Linked DNA regions of Mus musculus: regions 2 and 3 are each linked to region 1. The links are chromatin contacts, called in public Hi-C maps. All regions are on one chromosome and are shown on one strand. The core of a region is the stretch at or near the end of the contact, and the rest is flanking DNA. Distances in the headings are between cores, read along the strand shown.

Region 1 (5,154 bases), core at 792-3,291:
CTCATCTATAGGCAGGGTATTTCTAGTCTACATCTCGCCTGGTGCCTTAAGTGTCTCTGTCTTTGCCGTGTATAGAGATCCTCTCATCCTCAACATTACATTACAAATTTGGGGGCACAAAGGCATCTTTTACAGCAGACTTCTATCATAACCTTTGCTACATCCTCAGAAGTCATTGAGCTGAAGATGGATGTGAGAGCAAGCAGGGAAGAGACGTTGCTCAGCTCTCAGACTTCATGTAGCATTTATTTGGCTTGAGACAACCCCACTTTCTACCTACTGCTTGTAGGTTCATAGATAGGGAGCGACTGACTCTGGCTTTCATTTTGCCTATAAATATCTGAAGAGATGTGTGGGCAGAGGAGCAAATGGGTTTGTGCATGAACCATGGAGTTGGTGGGATAGTGGTAAATGGATTTAAACATGTTTCCTCTTGGCAGCTGTGGCATGGCAGCCTCACACCTGGATTATAAATGCCAACAGAATAGCTAATCCTTATGGATTCTGGAGATGCAGATGTTAATGACTGCTCAGTGTTCCCTTGGTGTCTCAGCTGCCACAGGTGTTAATTTGAGCTCTTAAATTGGCCCCTGTTTGTCATTTGCACAGATTTTCCCAACAGCCATCAAATGGCTGAGATGTGGGGTGAGATTTGCTTTTGCCCACCATGTCTTGTGATGTTGTTTCATTGCAGAGAAAGCATCTGCAGTCCTGTGGGCTTAGCATTTTCCCATCTAAGCCTTGTAAAACCAAGGAAGGGAGTTTAGACCACCAGCCTTGTTCTTAGGTCCCTGTCCTCAAATCCTATACCTTCATTAATAGCATCTAAAAACAAAATTCCATCTGTGTGGTATAATCACATAACCTCTCCCTCACATTATGGAAGAATAACCCCGTGAAGCTGAAGGCCCAAATAATGCATTGTTATTCTCCTTCCCTGTCCCCTCCCCTTCCTCCTCCCTTTCTTTCTTCCTTTCTGTCTTTCCTCTACCCTTCCCTTCTCTCTCTAGAAAGCATAGCTATCAAGGTTGTTTGTCAAACAGTTAAACAACCATTTATTGAACGCTCATTCACAAGCCAGGAATGATGTGAGGCCTGGGAAAACAGATAAAAGGCACAAAAGTCAATTCAGGGTGCTAAATACTGAGAAGGGAGTCATGTATAAGTGGGAGAGAGCAGCTAATCCAGGCCTTGAGGCACAGTCTGACCAATTAAAAAGGGACCAAGTCATTGGTATTGAGCCTCTACAACACATAAGGAAGGAGCCAGGCAGATAATCTCAGGCCCTTTGCACATTTTTCTCTGGTGGCAACATGTGGAATGGCAGAGGACTTAAAGTGAAAAATGCATTTACCAGGATTCCAGGCCAGAGTTCCAGCGGCCTTTAATGGTAAGTGAGGGATATGCAGATAGGTTGGCTTCTAAAGATACCAAGAGATGGCACTTTAAACCTTAGCAGACTCCCATTGTCAAGTGGGGAGCAACTTGAGCAGCCGCAGTAGTGAATAAACAGAGCCCATGTATGGGCTGCACAGCTCGGTTAGTAACAGCTGACCTGTCTCCAACTTTTGGCTATTTTCCCTGTTTTCCAGTGGCTGTGCTTTTAGGTCACCTGTGGTCACTGGGACCATTCCTCTCATCCATGGAATATGAGGCTCCATGTTCTAATTGAGCTAAATAGGGCATGACTGAAGTTCATGGAAAATGGGCAGTTCCTGGTGCCACAAAAAGGCTCAGCCCTTGCCAAGCTGACTCCATCGTGTCCAATATGAATCACCCACTGATGTCCACAGAGGGTTCCTCTTCCAGTTGTCTCAAAAGCCAAGAGCCTCTTACCCTTATGAAACTTAAAAAGAAAGGAAAAAAAAAACCCTAACCTCAGTGCTAGCCAGCTTAATCGTTTTGGACTAGCTTATGTGCATTTAAACCCTTTTCATTTGGAGGAAAAATTTCCCAGCTAGGCTGAGAAAGCACATATCATGTTTCAGCTTGATTCACTTCAAAACCGCCATGAAAATTGGGACATTTTCTTCACACCACAATGAGTTAGTCATGGAAATTTTTCCTTAATCACATCTACCCTGGCCACAGTCATGAGGAGCATACCCTAGGCCGCTGAGAATTTACGTGACAATATTAAAGAGTGTGTCCCCTTCCCAATCAGAAAGCAGAAGTATGTGGCAGTTTTCACTCTGTGGAAAGACACAAAGATAACCTGAGGTTCCCTTTGCAGCAAGTAACCTCATCTTTGGGATATCTTCCTTTGTGGTAGTTTGGTTCCATTAGTATTCATAAGAATGTTCTTTATAAGATAAAACTGTAGAAAATGAAACTTGGCTGAAATGTGCATTAAGAGGGCTAAAAGTGGCTCTCCATGAGGGACTCTGACCCTCCTCTTACTGATGAGTGACATAAACGAGGCAGACTTCTTGGCCATCTGTCATGGAGATGCTTGCTGTGCGTGGCTAGGCTCCAGCATGCCTAGGTCTTTTTAGTACAAACCTCAGCCAATAGAGCTAAGGGAGCTGGCCAAGCTCCTTCACTGCTGCCATGGCACACAATGTTGCCTTCTGCCCTGCAGCTGCCACGCTGCAGCCCACTAGGAGCTACCTCTCAAGTAGGAGTGTTCCTTGAGATAGTTAATTCATTCATTTGCTTCTTCTTAGTGCAACAGAATACCAAGCGTGTCCCTCCCCCACCCTAGGAATGAGGTAAACGTTGACGACAAGGTCCTGCTTTCCTGTGTCTCACAGTCCAAACAGAGGCAGTAGACGCCACGTTTCCAAGTCATTCTAAGACCATCAGAGCCTGTTATATGAACTTATCCCTGGGAAAGATGGGGGGAAAAAAAGTACCCTCTCTCAGATAGGGCACCAAAGGCAGAGTGGAGTATGATTCTTGATAGCATCCAACTTGGGGGCCAATGGGTTTGTTGGCCTTATACAGCATGGATGAGGGGTTACTTTTAGAAGCATGAATGATCCTACAGAAGCCATGCTGCCAAAATATCTCACCCTCTATAGTTGTGTAGGTGGAGCCCTCCTTGATTAATCTTTTGCTCTGTACATACTCTAGTTCTTCCAGATAGGAGGTCATATGTTATTAGGGCAGAATCCCATACAGTGGGCTAGGAGGTGCATTCGGGCAGAGTGGGAATCTTGGGGCAGGGGCCTATTGACTCTCAAATCCCTCTGTCTATGAAGGGATGAGGTAGTTTCTTAGCATGAACTATCTAGCATGGCCTCAAGCACCTGCAATAGAAATAGACTCCTTTTCCTGGTGTGAACTTAGTTGTATCTGTATGCTATGTCCATCCCATGGTGAGCCCAAGGTGGCCCATCTTCGGCTTATAGTTCCAGCACCCGTCTCCTATTGCATTCTTCATGCTGCATCACTGAACCTCCCTCCACCTCTTGTTTCCAGCCCGAAGGGTGTCTGTCTGATCTGCTGTCAACTATTTGAGCCTGTAACCGAATGCTTTTGGCAAGAGCTTCAACATCTCTGTAGCTTTTTGCTTGTCAGGCTAACACTCCTTCACCAGGTGCTAGAGGAGCCACTTTACTGATGACATTTACTTCGTACACTTGCCTTGGCAGACTGTGTACTCCCAGGGAATCCCCTAGAACAGCGCAGTATGGGAGGTAGAAACAGGAGCCTCAGTTAGCCTGCCAGACTAGCTCAATCTGTGATCTCCAGGTTTAGCGAGAGACCCTCTCTCAAGAAATAAGGTAGGAGGCAACATCTTCTTGGCCTCCATGTGTATCTGTGTCTGCCCCCTCACCCCACACTCTCTTTTGCTCTCCCTACCCATTTTCTCTATCTCCTTCTGTGAACTCTCTCTCCTCTTCTCCTGGCTCCCCACTTCTGATAAAAGAATTGTCTACAGGAATCAGCTCCAGCTACCCAGCAGAGAACTGGAGTCAATTGGCCTTTAATTGATCTTTAATCACTTCACCCTGCTCAGGTTTCGCCTCCAGAGCTTGTTTTGGTTTCCTGGACAAGGTGATGATATACATTGGGCAGCTCAGTCCCCCCGGAGCTCCCAGTCCTTGGCAATGGCTTGTTCCTTGGACCTTTCAACAGCCTTCTCTTCCATTCCCTCTCCTTGCTGTCTACTCAGCATGTGCTCCTCTGTTTTGTTTCCTTGCTTTGCTCGCTGAGGCTTCCTCTGTCCTTCATTGTGCCTTCTGCCCTCCCCAGCCAGATCTCACCCCCACCACCAGCAAACTACCCTGTCTGAGGCCCCATTCCCTTTTTCCAGAGCAGCCCAGCATCTTCTTGGCTAACCTGCTGAAAGCATTGCCCATGGAGCACATACTGGGGATGTTTGTGTGGAGTTTTTCTATAATAGCAACAAATAGGAGGAGGAAGGATTTAAAGACAATTTATCCAACAGTAGGAAATAGAATAGGTGATAAATTGCAGCACCACCAAAGATTATATAAAGTATGAAGAATGTTTAGAGACATGACATCCAAGGTTAAATGAAATAAGCAGAGTACAATATGATAGATAACATGAGTTATAATGTCTTATTTTCAAAAAGCCTGGAGGAAAATATACTGAAATACTAACTGGTTGTCTCAATGTGGTAAGATTATCATTGACTTTCTTTTTGCTTTCATATAAAAACCTGTGTGAAATGTGTATTACTTTTGTTTCTGGAGAAAAACGGATTTTAAAAAGATGATTTGATATGTTAATGTACATAATGGCTTTTTTTTCCCCACATCAATCCAGCAGTGTAATAGGGAATTTCTATTTCAGACAACACATACTTTGTAGCATTAAGTCCTGTGGTAGTGCCCAGAGAGGAACCTGTTAAGATAATCATAATATTATCTAAAGGAAAAGCGCCAGTCAGCCACCTCTGGACAAATATGTTCCAGCAGTGCGCATCTGTGTCTTCCCTTATCCTACTGGTTCCCTGCTGAGTCAGCTGGAGAAGTAAGACCTTTTATGAGCTCCTCTCAGGTGCCAGATGCCGATGGGCTCCTGACTGTGGCCTCAAAGCTCTGCTGATTGGTTCTCTCTTTATGATCCCTGAAGGTGTTGCTCTCATCGAGGCAATAATGGTCCTCAGTCCCTTCCCGCTGCTCATTCCTCCGAGCCTCTCATTTCCACACTTGGTTTGGAAATCCCCGAAGGCTATAA
Region 2 (5,154 bases), core at 1,679-4,178, 210 kb before region 1:
TTGTTCCTTTGGGAAGACAGTCCTCATTTCTCCCAGGCAGGATGAGTGGTTCATAGTGTCTGTTCTTCCCAGTTCACATAGCCACACCTGCCTTTCTTTATCACACTTCATATTATGTAATAACAATCGCTAACATTTACTATATGCCAGGCATTCTGCTAAACTTGGCTCATGTGCTGCATTGTTAGCAGCACTTAAGTACTACTCAGAAATTCAGCAGCAAGTACTAGAAGCCACAGTTAGGGCATCTCACTCACACCCCTTTAAGAGAGAATATACTATTATTCTAATTTTAATATCAGAATCATTGTAGGCTGAATAATGAATGGTCTGCCAATATGCCCATATATAGATCCCCTGAACATGTGAATATGCATGGCAGAAAGGACTTAGCAGATGTACTAAAAGTAAGGATCATAAACATTATAATTATAATAAACCATTATACATATATAATTATAATAAAGCATTGTAATTATAGTAGTTCTTCTAAAAGAGACAAACGTGGACAAGACAAATAAAAAGATAAGATTGAATTAGAGCTCATCAGAATCTTTTGTACATCAAAGGACTCAATGAACATAGTGAGGTGGTGACTCATGGCATGGGAAAAAAACCTGACAGATGTTAACATCCAGAATATGTAAAGAACTCATATAGCTTAAGACCACTGCTACCCCACCACTGCTGCTGCCACCTCCTCCACCACCACCACCACCAGCAGCAGCAGCAGCAACAGCAACAACAACAACAACAACAACGACAACGAAACCCAATTAAAAGATAGTTCTCTAGCTGGTGTGGTGGAATACGTCTGTAATTTCAGTAGTTGGGGGTTCCGATAGGAGGATTAGGAAGGAATTCAAGGTCATCTTTGGCTACAAAGCAATGTTGAGGCCTGGCCTACCTGAGATCCCATCTCAAAGAAAGAGATAGTTCTCTAAACATTGCCAACAGGCATATGACACGATGATCAGCACCACTTGTGGTAGATACTAAAGGAAGGTAATGTGTGTTCTAATATTCTCTCTCTCTCTCTCTCTCTCTCTCTCTCTCTCTCTCTCTCATACACACACACTCACATAAACACACACATCACATGCATCTCTCTCTCTCTCTCTCTCACACACACATCACATGCATCTCTCTCTCTCTCACATACACATACATACACACACACACACACACACACAACAAGAACAACAACAAAAAACAAACCAAAAGCCCTGGCATGGTGATACATTACTATAACCTCTACTCTTGGGAGGCAGAGGCAGAAGGATGGCAAGCTTGAAGGCCTAGGATAACAAGTCCAAGCCATGTCTCAAAACCAACTCAGAACAATGACATTAACAACCAAAGCTCAAGGGCCAGGAGTATTGGCTCAATGTCTTTAATGTTAACACTCAGGAGGCTAAGGCATGTGGGGCTCTGTGAGTTTGAGTCCATCCTGGTCTATGCAGTAATGAGTTCGAGTCCGGACTGGGCTACGTAGTTAAGTCCCTGACATCACCACCACCACCACAACATAATGAAATCAAAGTAAATTAAAAAGTTCTCTGCCATTCTTCCTAAAAATACAAATACATGTTCTATGTGCACAATTCATTAATGCCTGCCAGGGGAAGAGAAGTGGGAGCCCACAGGGAATAGGTGCTTTGCTTTTGCACCATACTGTCCTTTACTACTTGATAGTTTACTTTCAGGAACAAGTACACCTTGAAGATTATTAACTCCTTGAGTGATTTTTATCAACATGTGCATAGATCATAGAATGCTGAAAGACAGCAGTAACTTGTCCCACCTCTCTGGATTTCCATCTTCCTTCTCTGAGGTGGCCACTCTCCTGTCCTAGCTGTGGCTTCTGGTACCTGCTGCTGTGTTTCTGAGTAAGACATATTCCTTATTATCTCTTACATTGCCGATGCCAAGTATCATCTGTGCAGTTTTAACGAAGCTGAAGATTTGGTTCACCTCTTTAAATTCCCATCTTCTGTATACTCTCCTAACCTGGATTCTGCTAGACTCTTCCTCACTATTTTTAATGTAGTAGTGTCGATGTCAACTAGGAAGCAAGACTATTCTGTAATTAATTTTCTCATGTAACTTGTAACTTTCTCTAGAGAGAATAACTCACTCTCATATTTGCTGTCATCTAGGTTTTCCCATACCTTGTTGAACTGGGCAGCTTTATAAAATAAAATAAAAGAAAGTGCTCTTCATCCAGAAATTTTTCTCTATCTCCTGATTCCTCTCTTCAGGGAAAAATAGCACACACATTGAGACCCGTCCAGCTTCTGCTGCATTCTGAATTGGCTGCTGTTATTCCTTTCTTAGTCTGTTGGTGCTGCTTTTTAAGGTGTTGCTTGTTTGGTAGCCAGGAAACTCCTGTCGTCTCTCTTATATCGACTGTCTTGGGTCTAGCATCCTTCTTTCTGTCTTGCTTTATTTACTTGCTTTCATGGAGACAGAGAGAGAGAGACAGAGACACACACACAGAGAGACAGAGACAGACAGAGAGACAGAGACAGAGAGACAGAGACACACAGAGAGGCAGAGAGAGACAGAGAGAGAGACCGAGAGAGAGAGAGAGACAGAGAGAGAAAGGACACACAGAAGTCAATTTTTGAGAGCTTTACAAGACTAACTGTGCTAGTATCCTATGCTAGTTAGTTAAAACTCTATTGCAGTCCACCTCCCTGTTCCTAAGTGGGGTTCTCCATCTTGTTGTGCCTTCTTTCTCATGGTCTCACTGGGCTTCACAAATACCTTCATCTCTCCCTGCAACTAAGAAAATCAAGGCCCAGAGGTTACCACATTAGCAATGGTGAGCCAGAACGTAAAGTCCAGTGTCAGCTGCCAACTCCAGGCTGCTGCCTTTCTGCACACAGCTGCTCCTTACCAGAGAGAGAAATACCAGTGGCAGGCTCCAAGTGCCGAACTTCGTGCCAAGTGCACAGCCATGGCTGCAGAGTGAGCCCAATTCTAGGTCTCCATTTGTGTCTGGCTCCTGACAACTTCTAGTTCCAGACAGCTACAGCTGCAGTTAACCATGGTTTGCTACAAAACGTTTCCATTCTTGTTGCCTGTGCATATGCGTGCATGTAGATGTGTACATGTGCACAGATATGATAGATAGAGAGAGACAGGGGTTTATAGTTGTGTTCTGAGCTCTTTCATATGTTTAAAATGTCCTGACTTTCTCTCTCTCTCTCTCTCTTTCTCTCTCTCTCTCTCTCTCTCTCTCTCTCTGTGTGTGTGTGTGTGTGTGTGTGTGTGTGTGTGTAAGGTTAGGGTAATTGTTTTTATTGTTACTACATTTGCTTTCAAGCACTATAAGCATCCCTTGCATTCTTTTGGTGAGGAATGCCTCATTTCTTAGGAGTTTGCTGTTGGAGGTGCAGCTTGGCATTTGGTCTTTTTGTTAAGTGAAGTTGGGTGACTGACCACACATAGGGTAATTAGATTAACCTACTCCTCCCCTCCTCTACTGAAACAATGGAAAACCCAGTATTGCGTTGGCACATACTTTCCTTAGATTAATGATCCTAGAGTCACTGGGTGGAAACTTGCCTGGCTCCCTACAGCTCTGAGAACTGAAAATGCCCAGCTGTCTAAAAGCTTTAATCAGGAAATGAGCATGAAATGGCATTGTTATAGGATCGAAAGAATGTATTCTCGATGATTGAGCTAGCCTGGATGGGAATGTGTGTAAACATTCTTTCACCAAACAGTAAACAGGTGTTTTTATGTTGGTAAAAAAAAAAATCAAGAATTTAATTACTTGGGAGTGGCTGGCAACTCATTGGCTCTCACATTGTGCTGGTCGCTGCTCAAAGTTGATACTACAATTTTCCTTGTCTCTTCTGTTTCAATTACTTATGGAGCAAAAGGAGAGCTGATGTAGGAAGCAGTTGAGTTCTGTGTGCAGAGCATGGTTTGTGACTGCTAGCACAGGGACTCAGCTATAAGACACCTTCACCAACTAACCCCTTGTCTGCATGGAATTTACCTTCTATATCTGTCAAAGCCAGACAATAATGGCCCCACTTCTCAGTGATGTTGTGAGTATTAAGTGTTTTATTCCATGTATGCTTTTAGAACAGTATGTTGCTCATAGTATGCTCTTGTTTGTTCCAGTGTGTGTGGTGTGTGGTGTGTGTGTGTGTGTGTGTGTGTGTGTGCATGAGCACACATGCATAAGTACATGTGTGTGAGTGCATGTGTGTGTGAGTGCATGTCTGGTCAAGAGGTCAAGATGTGAGTGTCTTTCTCTTTCATTCTCCAGTTTGTATTTTGAGACAGGGTGCCTCACAAAACTTGGAAGTCAGCAGTTGGCTAGATTGCCTGAGCACTTAGCTCCTGGCATCCACCTACCTGTGCCTAACCAGTACCAATCAGCATTATAGGCACACACACACACACACACACACACACACACACACACACACACACACACACAGAGACACACACACACACACAGACACAGACACTGCTGTGCTTTGCTTTTAAACATGGTTGGAGGGAAGTCAAACTCAGGTTTTCATGCTTGCATGGCTAAAACTTTTATCAATTGAGCCATCTTCCTAGCCCCTCATAATTTATTCTTCATAACTACAGCCATATTCCCTCATCTTTAGAAGACACAGAAAAAAACGAAGCTTATTTTCAGTTTTATTTTAATGTACTAGTTTTCCCCATTAGTCCACATATGGCATTGTGTATCTTTAATCCCAGCATTTGGGAGGCAGAGGCAAGCAGATTATTTTGAGTTCTCAGCCAGCCAGGGCTACAGAATGCGAACTTGTCTCAGAAAACCAACCAGCCCCAAACCAACAATAGGGGATGGAAGATGATTCAGAACTATTTCTTCCCCTTAGGTACTCACAGAGTACATAAAGGATAGACATACGGTCCTATACTTATCATGCAGGCAGTGCCTGGGAGAGGGGTTCTACCACCGGGCCATGGGAACATAGGCTGTCATCATTAAAGCTGTTAAAAAGAGTAGTAGTGGTCCTTGAACCTTGGCTGATACTCCCTCTGCCTCCTTTTCTTCCCAAAGCAAGTATATTATTCTCAAATTTGTTCCTGCATCTGAGATGATGGCTTCAGAGGCCAGGTATGATATTACACGACACATTTCAAAATCTT
Region 3 (5,154 bases), core at 1,502-4,001, 150 kb before region 1:
GGTAGCTCAATGAATCCTTTGTGCTTAGATTCCTCCTGCCTGAAACTGCCTTAGAATGTTGGATTACAGGTATGTATTACCATGTCTTGCCATGGAGAAAAATTTTAAATATATGAAAATATCCCACCCTACTATTTATTAAAGTGTAAATTAAGATAGTGATTAGTAGATTTCAGCCCACTAAAAGAATATTTACTGGTTGGACTGTTGTCAGTGCCTAGTATAAGTGGTGAATTTGTATAGCTATATGATATTTATATGAAGGTATGTCAATAACTAAAATATCTCATCCCTAAGAATTTATCTGCTGAAAATGGTTAACAAAAATGCATATAGGGACTGTGTTAATTGTAGCAGTGTTTGTAATAATGAAAAATAAACAAGGAAAAGAATTAAGTTGTATTATTTACCTAGAAGACATGAAGCCATTAAAATGGTTCACACAGAGGCCTTTAAATATGTATTTATTATGATGTTTTGCACTATAAATACTGGCTATCTTTCTCTAAGCAGAGAGTTTTTTAAAATGCAAAGACTCTGCTTTTATGTGTTTTTATATTTGAGGTACCTGGAATAGTGCTTGAATCCTAATATGTACCTTCAAAAATGCTTGCTAAATAAGTACGTGAATAAGTAGAACTATAAAATAGGGGTTTGCTTTTGTTTTGCAAAATAAATGAACAGATCAGAACACAAAATTGCCGACACGAGGATGTAATCATGTGAAATAGATCTATATTCATGTGATCCAGGATTGAAAGGGAGCAAGAATTGAAAATGGCCTTGTCATAGACAATGGTTTTCCTTTACTGTCATAACAATACTTTAAGAACACAAATCAAAGGCTGGGGAGATGGCTCCTGTTAAGAGCACTAACTGCTCTTCCAGAGGTCCTGAGTTCAAATCCCAGCAACCACATGGTGGCTCATAACCATCAATAGTGAAATCTGATACCCTCTTCTGGAGTGTCTGAAGACAACAATAATTAAAAAAAAAAAAAAGAAAACAAATCAAGAACAAGACACATGACCAATACATTTCTTGAGAAATGCTGAACACTTTTGCCTGTCAGCTGTGAGGAAAGGAACCACTGCAAGGGAACAATTGCTGCACTTGTGATGGGACACAAGCCACTGACCCCACATGCAGTACTTTTCTGCTCATTTGCAGTTGGATTCTAGACTGCATGTGCTGATCTCTTCATCAGGAAAAGGGGCGGGGGAAGCATAGAGTCTGAAGGCTAGCTTTTAATACATTTTTTTCAAAATCATATCAAAACTTCTCTATTTTTTAGTTGATTTGAGATCTCATAGATTTCTTTTTTACCATTATCAGTATATAATGTTCTACCCTTTTCTCTAATAATGAATGTTATATATAGGCTTATAGGCATACCTTCTATGATTCTACTATACTAGACTGAAATGAAAAGTGTTCCGAGTAAACAAAACCCTTTAAGTCATAGATACAGATGAAGGTAAGAAAACAATAAAAGTCTTGTGATACTGTTGAGTCAACCAATCTGTTAATGAATGTATAACATCTTAGGGCTGGAGAGATGGCTCAGCAGTTAAGAGCCCTGGTTGCTCTTCCAGAGGACCTGGGTTCAATTGCCAGTACCCACGTGATGTCCTACAACCATCCATAACTGCTGTCCCAGAGGATCCAGTTCCCTCTTCTGGCCTCCAAGGATGCTAAGCATGCATAGCTATATGTGAAGACTAAGCACATCCATACACATAGATAAATAAAAGTAATATTTAAAAGTATAACATATTGTGCATGTACATATTATAATTATATCTTGATTGATTGATTGATTGATTGATTGACAGTGTTGAGTTATATAATGACAATTCACACCTATTTTTTTTGGGGGGGTCCTTGACAGACAGCTCTGAGGATCTTGATCATGTGGGCTGCTTTTTAGAAAACAATTGAGTCACAGAATTTTTAAAATGATATATGTGTATCTTAATATCTAATATTAACTTAAAATATCACAATCTATGTTTATGTTCAATACAATGTTTTAATACAGAGTCAGGCCTATATCTAATATTTATTGTATGTATGTATGTATGTATGTATGTATGTATGTGTATGAGTGTGGCCAAGGTCTTTTCTGTAAGTATGGGTTGCTGGTTTGAGCTCCTTGTTTTGTGCATCCACGGTGTATTGTCTATGACCTGCACTGATTTCTTTAAAGTGTGTCAGTAGCAATGAAAATGAAGCAATGGAAGTATATTGTCCTTCTGATGATCCATAGCTCCCCAGCCTCAGGTTTTTTGCTCCCTAACTTGGCAGCTGTTTTTCTTTTAACCTTCAATTTGTTACCTTTATTCTTTCTCAGCACTAACTTTGTCTTCACACACCCAGGTTTTTGCACTATCTAACCCAGCAATACCCTTGGCAGGCCTAAAAGGTTTAGAAAGAAATAACTTTGGGCCCCTGTAGGAGAAATAACAGGTACTTGCTTGCCAGAAATTAACTACCAGCCTGCAGCCCTCAGCCTTGGTGATGGAAGAGAGCAAGGGATAGTCCTGGAGTGGACAAAGTGAAGGCTGTGCTAAGGAGCCTCCCACCCCCCTTCTGCCTCCTGGCTGGGGCATCCTCAGTTTGGCTATATAGAAAAGCCATCATGGTAAATTTAAAGGAACCAAGCTGTCAACTTGGAAAGAGAGTGGCAAGCTCTAAATTCCTAGATTGATTGACATTCCCCCTTACCCCTACAGATTGTGATTTTTAAATGAGTCATGAATATACACGTGGGTCATTTTGGTTCAGAGTGCAGAAGACAGAAATGCTAGTGGGGCTCTCAGTGCAGTTGAACAAGCAAGCTGTGGGGACAAATTTACAGGGGCAAAACCTGGGTTCCTCTGGAATTTTCCCTTTTTCTTTTTAACGACTGCTTCTGTTTTAGTTTGGTTTTGTGTTTGTTTGTTTTTTCCCTGTGTTATCTGGAATCTAAGGAAGGAGTTGGGTTTTTTGTTTTGTTTTTTTGTTTTTTGCTTTTTTTGCTTTTTTGTTTGTTTTGTTTTTTTTCCTGTATCGACTGAGGCTGGTCTCAACAAATCTCTCAAAGTGGTAACTTGAGTAATGTTCTGAAATTTTTTTGTTTTATGTCGGTTTTTTTTGTGATTAATTTTAGAGGCATTTCTCAGTGGTTCCCAGTCAGACTGGCTGGTGACTGAGGGAATGTAGATTCTGAGTTAAAGCCTGACCTGGCTTTGTGGTTTGCAAAGATGAGAACTTGCATGTTCAAAAACTGTCTGCATTCTTCTTCATATGCCCATAGAAGGAGATTGGATCCACTCATCTCCGGTTAAGGAGGCTCTTGAAATGCTTTAAAGCTTTCACCCAGGCAGACAAACCTCTGTGTGGGTGGATGGGCGCATCCTCCGCCTTTCACTCTTGCTCAAGAGAAGCCAAGTTCAGTGATCTCTTTCACAGCACATACACTAAAAATTGCTGGCATCCGTTTAAAAGCTGATCAGCTAGCGGGCGATCCAAGCATGCATTCATTTTCTCCCATTAAGACTGCATTACTTTAGAAGCAAGGTTCTTCTCTTGTTTTGTATTTTAAAAGACATGCTAATAAAAAAAATCTTAGTATTGGAATTTGATCATCTAGCAAGTTCAGGCTGCTCTACAATTGTCCTCTGTTTAATATAGTGGTGAACACATCTGTTTTCCTAGTGTATGTACAGGTACTGAAGCATCCATACTATGGTGAGGGATTCTATGTTTAGAAGGGAAGGTAAACTGGGTGCCATAATGCATGTCTAGAGCCCCAGCACTTGGTTGATAAAGGTAGAAGGATCAGTTGTTCAAGGTCATTCTTAGCTACGACAGTAAGTTTGAGGCAGTCCTAGCCTGTGTGAGACCCTAGGTCAAATAACAAAAAGTGTAGAAAAGAAAACAGTTATATTTGAAGCCTCAGCATGTGGAACAGGCTACAACTATCTAAAAGAAAGTATTTGTGCTAGATTTGAATAACTATGAAATTTCTTAAATATTTAAATGCTTATATCATAAACGAAACTACTTATAGATACACAGAGATTCATTGAACAGAATGTACACGCTGAAACAGGCTCAGTTTGGTCATGGAGATTCCTACAAGAACCTAAGACTATAAGAGAGTGGCAGATGATGGAATTAACAAAGGAACAAGGAAGTGAAAGCTAGAGCTCCTTGTGGAGGGGGAAGAAGATGCCACCCAGGAACAGAGAAAAGCCACAGGATGCCTATGCTTGAACTTTCAAGGAGACATCATTGAAAGCTTTCTTCCCTGGGCTTTTGCTAAGGCACAGGAGTCACCACAGATAAAACGTGCACCCTCTTGGTTCATCAGAAAGCTTATCTTACTCGTTCAGTTTCCTTTTTGTTCATAGTTCCAAGTTAGAATGATGGTAAGGCCTTATCAGAGTTCTTTAGGAATCGGGAAATCTGCAGAATAGTTGTGACTTCTGGGAAGGGGGAGACCATGGTGCTCTGCTGAAGGCTGCCTCCAGAAGCCCTATAACAGTGCGTCTCCACCCTCCTAATGCTGCGGCTCTTTATTATAGTTCCTTGTGCTATGGTGACCCCTTGCCATAAAATTATTTTATTGCTACTTCATAATTTTAATTTTTGCTACCGTTATGAATTGTAATATAAATATCTGATATGCAGGCTATCTGATATGTGACTCCTGTGAAGCCAAATCCTTCTTCCCTGCCCCACCTTTATTTTTCAACAATGCCAGTAACTTGCTGAATGGTCCAGGCTAGCCTTGAATTTCAGATCCTCTTGTCTCCACTCCCTGAATGCTGGCATTCCAAGTGTGTGGAACCATATCTGGGTTCAGAACCCTTTCTATTCCATTGAAAATCATGGATATTGCTCTGTCTTGCATAAGCCTTACATAGAGATTGTATTTTTAAAACCCTGTTTCCTTATAAATCATACTATGGGTTTCTCTTTTGAACTCCCCTTCTTATTAAATAGGCTTTCTCCAAAGCAAAGGGGGGAAGGAATGAGAACGAACATGTCGGCATGTATGAACTCTTTGAGCCTACCTAGAAAGCAGTGAATTACATAGGAATTAGGGGAAATTATAGACAAGGAATCTGGTACTTAGATAATGCTTATTTCTACAGAGACAATTAC

Evidence for each region. Hi-C and Micro-C count contacts between places; a contact is called where the count stands out from the background.
Region 2: a contact with region 1 is called in a Hi-C map of embryonic fibroblasts, with 3 times the contacts expected there. The contact joins two enhancer-like sites. A contact is called at or near these places in 1 of 39 promoter capture datasets (embryonic stem cells), 19 of 484 Hi-C or Micro-C datasets (the 3T3-L1 cell line, 3T3-L1-derived adipocytes, the HL-1 cell line and 14 more) and 2 of 9 other capture datasets (macrophages and pancreatic islet).
Region 3: a contact with region 1 is called in a Hi-C map of the C2C12 cell line, with 3 times the contacts expected there. The contact joins two enhancer-like sites. A contact is called at or near these places in 1 of 15 datasets of contacts at CTCF or cohesin (the NIH/3T3 cell line), 2 of 484 Hi-C or Micro-C datasets (the C2C12 cell line and brown adipocytes) and 2 of 9 other capture datasets (adipose tissue and liver).

The regions. Positions count from the first base shown.
Region 1 is chrX:159,952,075-159,957,228 of GRCm38.p6, forward strand. The region is part of intron 13 of Sh3kbp1 (SH3-domain kinase binding protein 1); the gene reads left to right. Among named protein-coding and RNA genes, the nearest start is that of Map3k15, 34 kb to the right of the region's middle. Within about 2 kb of position 2,042, at least 33 of the 459 cell types and tissues checked have an H3K27ac peak or open chromatin away from gene starts, as enhancers often do. A contact at or near this core is called in the C2C12 cell line and embryonic fibroblasts, where this site is marked.
Region 2 is chrX:159,741,318-159,746,471 of GRCm38.p6, forward strand. The region is part of intron 2 of Sh3kbp1 (SH3-domain kinase binding protein 1); the gene reads left to right. Among named protein-coding and RNA genes, the nearest start is that of Sh3kbp1, 120 kb to the left of the region's middle. Within about 2 kb of position 2,929, at least 21 of the 459 cell types and tissues checked have an H3K27ac peak or open chromatin away from gene starts, as enhancers often do. A contact at or near this core is called in embryonic fibroblasts, where this site is marked.
Region 3 is chrX:159,806,355-159,811,508 of GRCm38.p6, forward strand. The region is part of intron 4 of Sh3kbp1 (SH3-domain kinase binding protein 1); the gene reads left to right. Among named protein-coding and RNA genes, the nearest start is that of Map3k15, 180 kb to the right of the region's middle. Within about 2 kb of position 2,752, at least 21 of the 459 cell types and tissues checked have an H3K27ac peak or open chromatin away from gene starts, as enhancers often do. A contact at or near this core is called in the C2C12 cell line, where this site is marked.